Regions from separate parts of the Mus musculus genome. Here region 2 is linked to region 1. A link is a contact called in public promoter capture Hi-C data. All regions are on one chromosome and are shown on one strand. The core of a region is the stretch at or near the end of the contact, and the rest is flanking DNA. Distances in the headings are between cores, read along the strand shown.

Evidence for each region. Promoter capture Hi-C pulls out the DNA fragments that hold promoters and counts their contacts.
Region 2: a contact with region 1 is called in a promoter capture Hi-C map of liver. The contact joins two enhancer-like sites. A contact is called at or near these places in 1 of 39 promoter capture datasets (liver), 1 of 115 datasets of contacts at active chromatin or transcription factors (embryonic stem cells) and 2 of 9 other capture datasets (adipose tissue and pancreatic islet).

What each region holds. Positions count from the first base shown.
Region 1 is chr6:85,847,334-85,851,144 of GRCm38.p6, forward strand. No RefSeq gene overlaps it. Among named protein-coding and RNA genes, the nearest start is that of Gm38847, 7.1 kb to the right of the region's middle. Within about 2 kb of position 2,043, at least 36 of the 459 cell types and tissues checked have an H3K27ac peak or open chromatin away from gene starts, as enhancers often do. A contact at or near this core is called in liver, where this site is marked.
Region 2 is chr6:85,927,628-85,931,438 of GRCm38.p6, forward strand. It overlaps Tprkb (Tp53rk binding protein), which reads left to right. Exons shown (of 6, transcript NM_176842.3): 5 at 181-357; 6 at 1,149-2,657. The coding sequence ends at 1,235. Among named protein-coding and RNA genes, the nearest start is that of Tprkb, 14 kb to the left of the region's middle. Within about 2 kb of position 1,839, at least 13 of the 459 cell types and tissues checked have an H3K27ac peak or open chromatin away from gene starts, as enhancers often do. A contact at or near this core is called in liver, where this site is marked.

The DNA.
Region 1 (3,811 bases), core at 793-3,292:
GATTCTGGGGGAGAATTGTGGCAAATGGTCTTGTTGTCAGCACATGACAGGCCAGGATTGTCCTGCTGGTATGACAGGGGTACAGCTGTGGGTACATCTGACTGATTTCTGGTTGAGTGTAAAGCCAGCTTCCCAGGGGAGAACCCTGGTACGGTACTGTAAGTTGGTAAGATCCTGTGTCAGGAGAGGCTATAGGCCTTGAGTGGAGTCTACTGCTATGGTTTTTTTTTTTTTTACATTGATGCACATGTTTATCAAATTGCCTTCTAAGCATGTGCCTTCATACCCAAACAACGCTGCTTCGGTCAATCACTGGTGTGAAGAGTAATTTCTTTTTTTCCCTCAGTGTTACCGTGGAGACCAATAGCTAGCCAAATTGCTAAGAAAAGTGTGTATTACTCTCGGTCTGTACTCTTGTCATCTATATTTCCCCGCGCATGGCTCGGGGAACACTGCAGAGTTGTGTGGATGTAAGACCTGGAGGAAGGGGTGAAAGAGACACTGAAACTCTCTAAACAAAAATGTTCCAAGGGTCCCCTTCCAGGGGTTACATAAGCAGTTAACAGTTGCATGCAGTTACGGAAGAATAGCTGCTGCTTCCTCGTTAATGAGAATCCTTAACTGGCAGACCAGCTGTCGTGCCTACCACCCGGCCCTCAGATTCAACCGCCACAAAGTGAGAGCCAGGCTCACACAGGTAGGACTTGGTGATGTCAGTCGGGTCTGTGTGTAAACACATGGCCACTAACTTCTTCAAGGGCTGTCTAGCAAGGAGCCACAGTAAAAAGAACAGACAGAAGCTATATGTAATGGCCAGCAGCCAGGAGCCAGACACCAGAACCAGGGCCATGGGCACCCCAAATTAAAGCAGGATTCAGGGCAGCACCAATGCAAGCTGGAAAGTAGTGGGTTTCCCTGCCCTTACAGAACAAGTCAGGACCTGTTTGTGGTCCCTCTCTTGGTATTGATGTGATAAAGAGCCATGAAGAGACTACTGTGTTTCAAATCTGCATCCGCCTGCATCCAAGGACATCCAGACCTGCCAGCACACTCCCTGAGCCTTGCAGAAGAGAACGAAAACCATGTGCGTCCACTGAGACCCCTCAACCCTGCTCCAAGCTCCTAGGAGCCATGTAAAGTTGGCTCGAGGGTGTTTTCTAGTGTCACCCAGGAAGCCACAGGATATCTCATGGGAAGAAAGTGTGGCATCACTAACACCCAGCTACTCCCCTGGCTTTCCCTCCTTTCCATCTTTGCGACCTTTGTCATGCCACCTGATCTCACTGAGCCTCCATGTCTTCCTCTGCAGAACACAGTGAAACAACAGGTGGCTTCCGGGGTGATTGTGAGGATTTAGTATGGTGGCCTCCATTCCACATCACTACCCTCACTCAGTCACAGGTTCTCTGCATTTTTGCTGCCTTGAGACAGCGTCTAGTGGCAGGCAATCTGGTGTCTAGATGGTTCTTCTTTAGGTCCATACATTGCAGAGCTCTGTGTTTCCAAGTACAAGTTTCAAAAAGCCTCTTCCCTCTAATTAGAAAGTTTAATTTAGTAAAAAAACAAACAAATAAACAAAACAAAACAAAAAAATGGCGCAAGCCAAAATACCGTATCTATGAGTCCCCAGGAAGGTTGAGGCCCACAGAAATCCTCCAGCCTTGCCTCTCTGTTCTTTCACCTGGTAACACAGAGCAGAGAGTCCCAGAACATTGCACACTGGACATTCAGAAGAGCCTGCCTGGATCTACCCCACCTCTGGGGAGAAAACTTGGTCTAGCACCTCATTGGCTGGTTCCTGGATAATCACAAACCAAGGGATAGGAACTAGAATGTGACAGGGAAGAAAAGAACCTGTCTATTCATTTTCTGATCCCTATGGAGCTAATCTGGGAGGGAAAGTAGGCTGGGGTGGTCCCTGGGTCCTTAACCTTCCTTCCTGATCTATTCACATTACACTGCCTCACATACAGCACACTTGGCCCTCTCTGAGGACAACCTGGTCCCATGCACACAATTAGGCAACAGTGCAACTCACCCCAAGCTCGAATGTCCTTGATAAGAGTCCAGGTTCATTGGCTCAGCAGGAAAGCCCTCTGAGGTAGGGTTTCTGTCTAAGCTTGCCTGGGCCATTGTTCTAGGACAATGAATGCTTTTGATCTGCCTTACCCTCTGTGCCTCCAACTATCATGTGACTTTACCTGCTGTGCAGCCTTCTCAGCCCTAGAAGTGTTGCTTTCCAGAGGACAGGCCCTGGACAGGGGACAGCCCTGTGAACTCTGGAGGCTGCTGAGAGTCGGGAAAACAGCTCATTCATCTCACTGGGTTAACTGAGGGTTTGTCTTTCAGGCAAGAGTAACTCAGAGGAACACTGTTCTCCATGGAGCTGTCTCTGCAGAAGCGATGCTCCTCCTCCCGTAGCACTGGCCTGCAGGCCTGCGAAGGCCCTGCTGTCCAATGACACCCTGCATGGATGGAGAGGGGCCTATAGTGAGCCCTCGCTTAGAAGGTGTCCTAGGAGCTTTGGGGCCAAGGAAAAGTGGGATACCCTCACAGCTGTGACAAGGGCCAGAGACAGGGGAGGGGAGGTACAATCCTGACAAGTCAGGCTCGGAGAAGGATGCCCAGAGAAACAGCACAGAAGAGGTTGGTCTCTGGCTGAAGGGAGAGATGCTCTGGAGGCAGGATGAAGGCACAGTCCTTGGGAAAGGGATGGTCCTCAAATGAATGAGTGACTGATACTAGTAGAGACCTGGCTATACAGGACCCACATCCTAGCCAAGTAGTACAGAGTCCAGATGCACATGAGGCTGTGAATATGCTTTTAGCCGAGAAACTAAATGATAGTGTGGTGGTGAAACCTTTATCTGTCTTTATTCACTGGGAACACAGGTTAGTCAAGGCAGGAGGAGGAGCTATGCGTAGAGATCTGTGGATGGTTTGGTTGTTTGTTTGTTTTTGAAATTGGTAAAAGGTCTCATTTGCCCACAATGTTGTAGACTTAGTGGGTTTATTGTTTGCAAGGGGAGCCTTAATGCTGACTAAGGAGACATCAGTGGAAACAGTGTGCCTTATGGCCTGTCCATTATGACACAGGCCAGAAGGAAATCTGCACTAACCTTGAGGTACATTTAGGCCAGAAAAGACAAGAACCAGCACCATTCGGACAGTGATGAACAGGAGGACGGCCTCAGAGGTGCATAGAGGGCTGCAGCAGAACATAAGAGCTCATGTAGGGAGAGGCCAGTTTTGGAAAGCTCAGGGATGTTACCCGCAGATTCTTCATGGCAAACCAGAGGCTGGAACCCAGGTCCTGGTAGAGGCTGTGGCGACTCTGGTTATCTTCAAGCTAGGGATCCAGGTTAACCATTCTCATGATGCTCAAGAGAAAATGGGCTCTGTGCACCAGCTTCCTAGGATCCCAGTCTTCCATCTCAGAGGGAAGCTAAGGTTAAGACCCAGGATGTTTATAGGGAGGTAAGACAATGAAATGTTGCAAGGGGAGGCGAAATGCTCAACCTGCGGGGAAGCTTCCTAAACTCAGGAATTAAGCATTGCAAGTACTTCAGGAAGTCCTCGAAACTGACCAGATTCACTCCCCTTCCCTCCTCAAGCATGTGAGCGTGTATGAGCAGTAAGGACAGCCTGCTGGGAGACTCTGCCATGGAAGAATGGAGCTCAGCCACGTTACCTAGAAGAGACTCCAACCTACTGAGCCACCTGGAAAGGACACTCTCCAACCTGTTGAGGTGCCAGTATGCAGTTTCTCAAGTTTTTCTGTTTTTTTGTGGACTGTTACCCAAGATGGAGT
Region 2 (3,811 bases), core at 589-3,088, 80 kb after region 1:
CAAAGTCAGAAAGTCAGGACTTGATCCAGAGGAGCAGAGTGCAGGTGTAAGCAGGGGCAGCAGTAGTACGTGCTGGAGAGGGATCGCTAGGGGAGGAACACTGGGAAACAGGGAGGCTGACTGAGCCGGCAGCACAAAGTCCAGACGTGGCCCTGGCTCATTGCCTTTTCTTTTTCATAGATTTCAGAGGCCTTGAAGAAATTTGGCATTTCAGAAACTAACACTTCAGTTCTGATTGTTTACATTGAAGATGGAAGCAAACAAGTACCACAGGAACACCTAGTATCTCAAGTGGAAGGCCAGCAGGTGCCTTTGGAAAGTCTTCCAGAAATAACAAGGCTCTCGGAAGTCAAGAAGGTTTGTCCTGCACATTTTGAAGAGTTCAGTAGATGAACTCTGCTGACACTGCTTGCTCATCACTGTGGTTGTATAAATTTTGAATGATTAACATTTTAGTTAGCATACAAATACTGGGACTCATTACATTTATACAAATCCTGTTACTGCTCTTTTTCATATCTGCCTCCTCTCTTATTCTCAATACCTTTTGAACTTTTAAGTACTAGTGCAGGGCTGGAAGATGACTCATCAGTTGAGAGCACTTGCTGTCCTCCCCAAGTGCCGGGCAGGGGCTGATTCCTGGCAGGCTCATAGCCATCTCTGCCTCCACTTCCCGGGAATCCAATGTCTTCTTCTGGCCGTCATGGGAACTGCACACATGTAGTATACATACTACAGGCAAAACACCCATACCAGTAAAAATTTAAAAAGCTTTAGAAATAGTAACATCATTTTACAAATTCTTGGAAAGTATTTATAAATGAAAACTCAAATGCATAATGAAAACTAAGAAAAAGGATCTCTTTCAATATTAAATGACTTTATGAAGTTAATTGCTAGATTTGGACTCTTAAAATTGATATAAATATGATTTATATGTTCAGGCAACTTGGGTTTTTTAATATTAATAACTACACTTCAAAAGAATATTTGACATTAATGACAAATTGCCAACAACTTTGAATATTTTAAATGTATTTGTGATTTCAAATCATTAATGCCGTAGTGAAATGATAAACCACATATACTTGTTTATGTAATAGTAGCACGTGGACACAGCATTCATAGAGTGTCATTCACTTTTACAGATATATAAACTGTCATCACAAGAAGAGAGGATTGGGACGTTATTGGATGCTATCATTTGTAGAATGTCAACGAAGGATGTTTTATAAGATGTTTAAAATGTCAACAGAAAGCCGGGCGTGGTGATGCATGCCTTTAATCCCAGCACTTGGGAGGCAGAGGCAGGCGGATTTCTGAGTTTGAGGCCAGCCTGGTCTACAGAGTGAGTTCCAGGACAGCCAGGGCTACACGGAGAAACCCTGTCTCGAAAAACCAAAAAAAAAAAAAAATTAACTCTAAGCCAGGTGTGGTGACTCATTACAGTCCACTGCTCAGGAGGCTGAGGCAGGAGAAAGCTGCAAGTTTGAGGTCAGCTTGGGATATGCCACAAATTCCAGATCAGCCTAAAGTACTATGTCAAATCCTATCTCAATAAATAGCAATTCATTTAACTCTCTTAGCTGCTTTTTAGGTAGATATGTCTTTGTGCCCACTTTATACAAGAGGCAGCTAAAAGAGTATAGCAGTATTAACTGACTAGCCCAGGGTCATGTAACTAGTATAAAACCATGTTTGATGGTTCCTTTTCCCCCTCACTTTATCTTGTATTGGATTGTATCCATCAAGATAGGCTTGGTCAAGGGTTAGCAAAGCTCTGTGAAGAGCCAGATAAGTACTTTGCTCCTCAAAGGCCGCCTCATCTGGTTCCTGCTACAATTACTCAATATGACCTTTGCAGTCTGAAAGCAGCCACAGAGGACAGGTACAGAGTGAGTGGCCTCTGTCCAGTGAGCCTTGACTTGAACAAGCAGTGGGCAGCCCTGGAGTTGAGACTGTAGACTCCAGAGTTGGCTAGGACATAGTGACAGTCAAACCCTAAAGCTCACTGGCTTAGTACAGCAGAAGGAAACATTTTGTTATCTTGAAGGCAGAAGGGATCAGAGGGAAACCCACAGCAGGGCTTTAGAGCCCTCTGCGGGGGCTTCTCAGCCTGGGCTTCTAGGTTACTGTGCAGCTTGTCAGAAGCTCTGGGGAGGGCAGAGAAACCTAAAAGCATCCACATGGAAGTGGCAGGTATTGCTCACCTCTTTTCATTCACACAAGTTCAAAAATGGTGACCCCTTGTTCTTCCCACAAGCACAGTCAGTTCTGCCCCTCCAGTCCCCTCTAAAGCGCCAAGTCTGCAAAGCCAGGTGCTCTCATAGTGCAGTTCTGGGGTTGTTCTCTGGGTACCTTATGGTGGTTTGAATATGTTTGGCCCAGGGAGTGGCACTATTTAGAGATGAGGCCTTTTTGGAGTTGGTAAGACCTTGGCAGAAATGTGTCATTGTGGGCATGGGCTTTAAGAGACCCTCCCTCCTTCTAGCCGTGTGGGAGCCAGTTTTCTCTTAGCGGCCTTCAGATGAAGATGTAGAACTCTCAGATCCTCCTGCACCATGCCTGCCTGGACACTGCCATGCTCCTGTCTTGATGATAACAGACTGAACCTCTGAACCTGTAAGCCAGCCCGATTAAATGTTGTTCTTATAAGAGTTGCCTTGGTTATTATGTCTGTTTGCAGCAGTCAAACCCTAACTAAGACATACCCCACACCCCAAATTCCTTTCTGAGTCACACCTCTTGAATGTTCAGACAAGCCTGCTCCATGGAGGTGAGGCAGAGGATGATACAGAACAAAGAATAAGTGACTCTTGCACACTTGCCCAAGATTGTCCAAAATGAAAGAAATCTTGATGCCTCTTCTCACTATTGTGTGTGTGTGTGTGTGTGTGTGTGTGTGTGTGTGTGTGTGTGTGTGTGTTTGTGTGTGTGTGCAAGTTCTCAGTGTCCCTGCCTCATATGGACTGTTACAGGGACCCCACATTGAGTGTGCAGCTGGGATGTTAGCTCAAGGGATGCAGATTTCTAGGATGGATACTGCTGGGCTTAGTGTGGAGAAGATCTCACAGAAGCCAGAGAAGGCTGACCTTGGTGATGACAGACAGAAACATATTACGGTGACCATCAAAGCCAGCCAGGGTCAAGGAGAGCCACATGGCAAGAAAGGGTGAGGGATATAGTCCTAGTAACCAAGTCACCTGTGTTAAGAGTGGCAGAGCAAGGGGTCTCTGTGTAGTTGGAATTGGTCAGTGGCAAGGTTTGGCTTGACTGACCCCTCTGGAGTTAAGCTGTATCAGAGGTGATGCCAGAATGAAACAGGACTCCCAGTAATTCCCAAGTGTCACAAATTACTGACTTAGGGGTGCCTGGATCTCTGTGATCAGTAGTCTCTAGCCTAGGGTGGGAGAGAGCAAAATACCCCACATCTCTAATAGTATCCCATTTTACAGAGGAACTAACTGAGAAGGAGGGACAGCCTTGCATATATATATATGCACAGCACCATATCCCATCCCAGCCTTGTGTCAGAGGTTTGCAAGATGACCCAATCACGCACAAAGCACCTGAATTTCTGGAGTTCCTGAGCCTTTGAACTCGGACTAGATTCAGCCTTGCTGGGGCCAACTCCAGTGGGGGTGCTCTTTCTTGTCAGCTCTTCTTGAGGCAGCAGAGGGGGAAGGGCATCGGTGGAGGGTAAGACTTTGTCTTACAAGATATTGAGGGTTGCTGTATAATAATAAAAAGTTTACTTATCTAAGTCAAAGTTACTATGCTACTGTAGCTGACCTGCCTTCTATGATCCTCT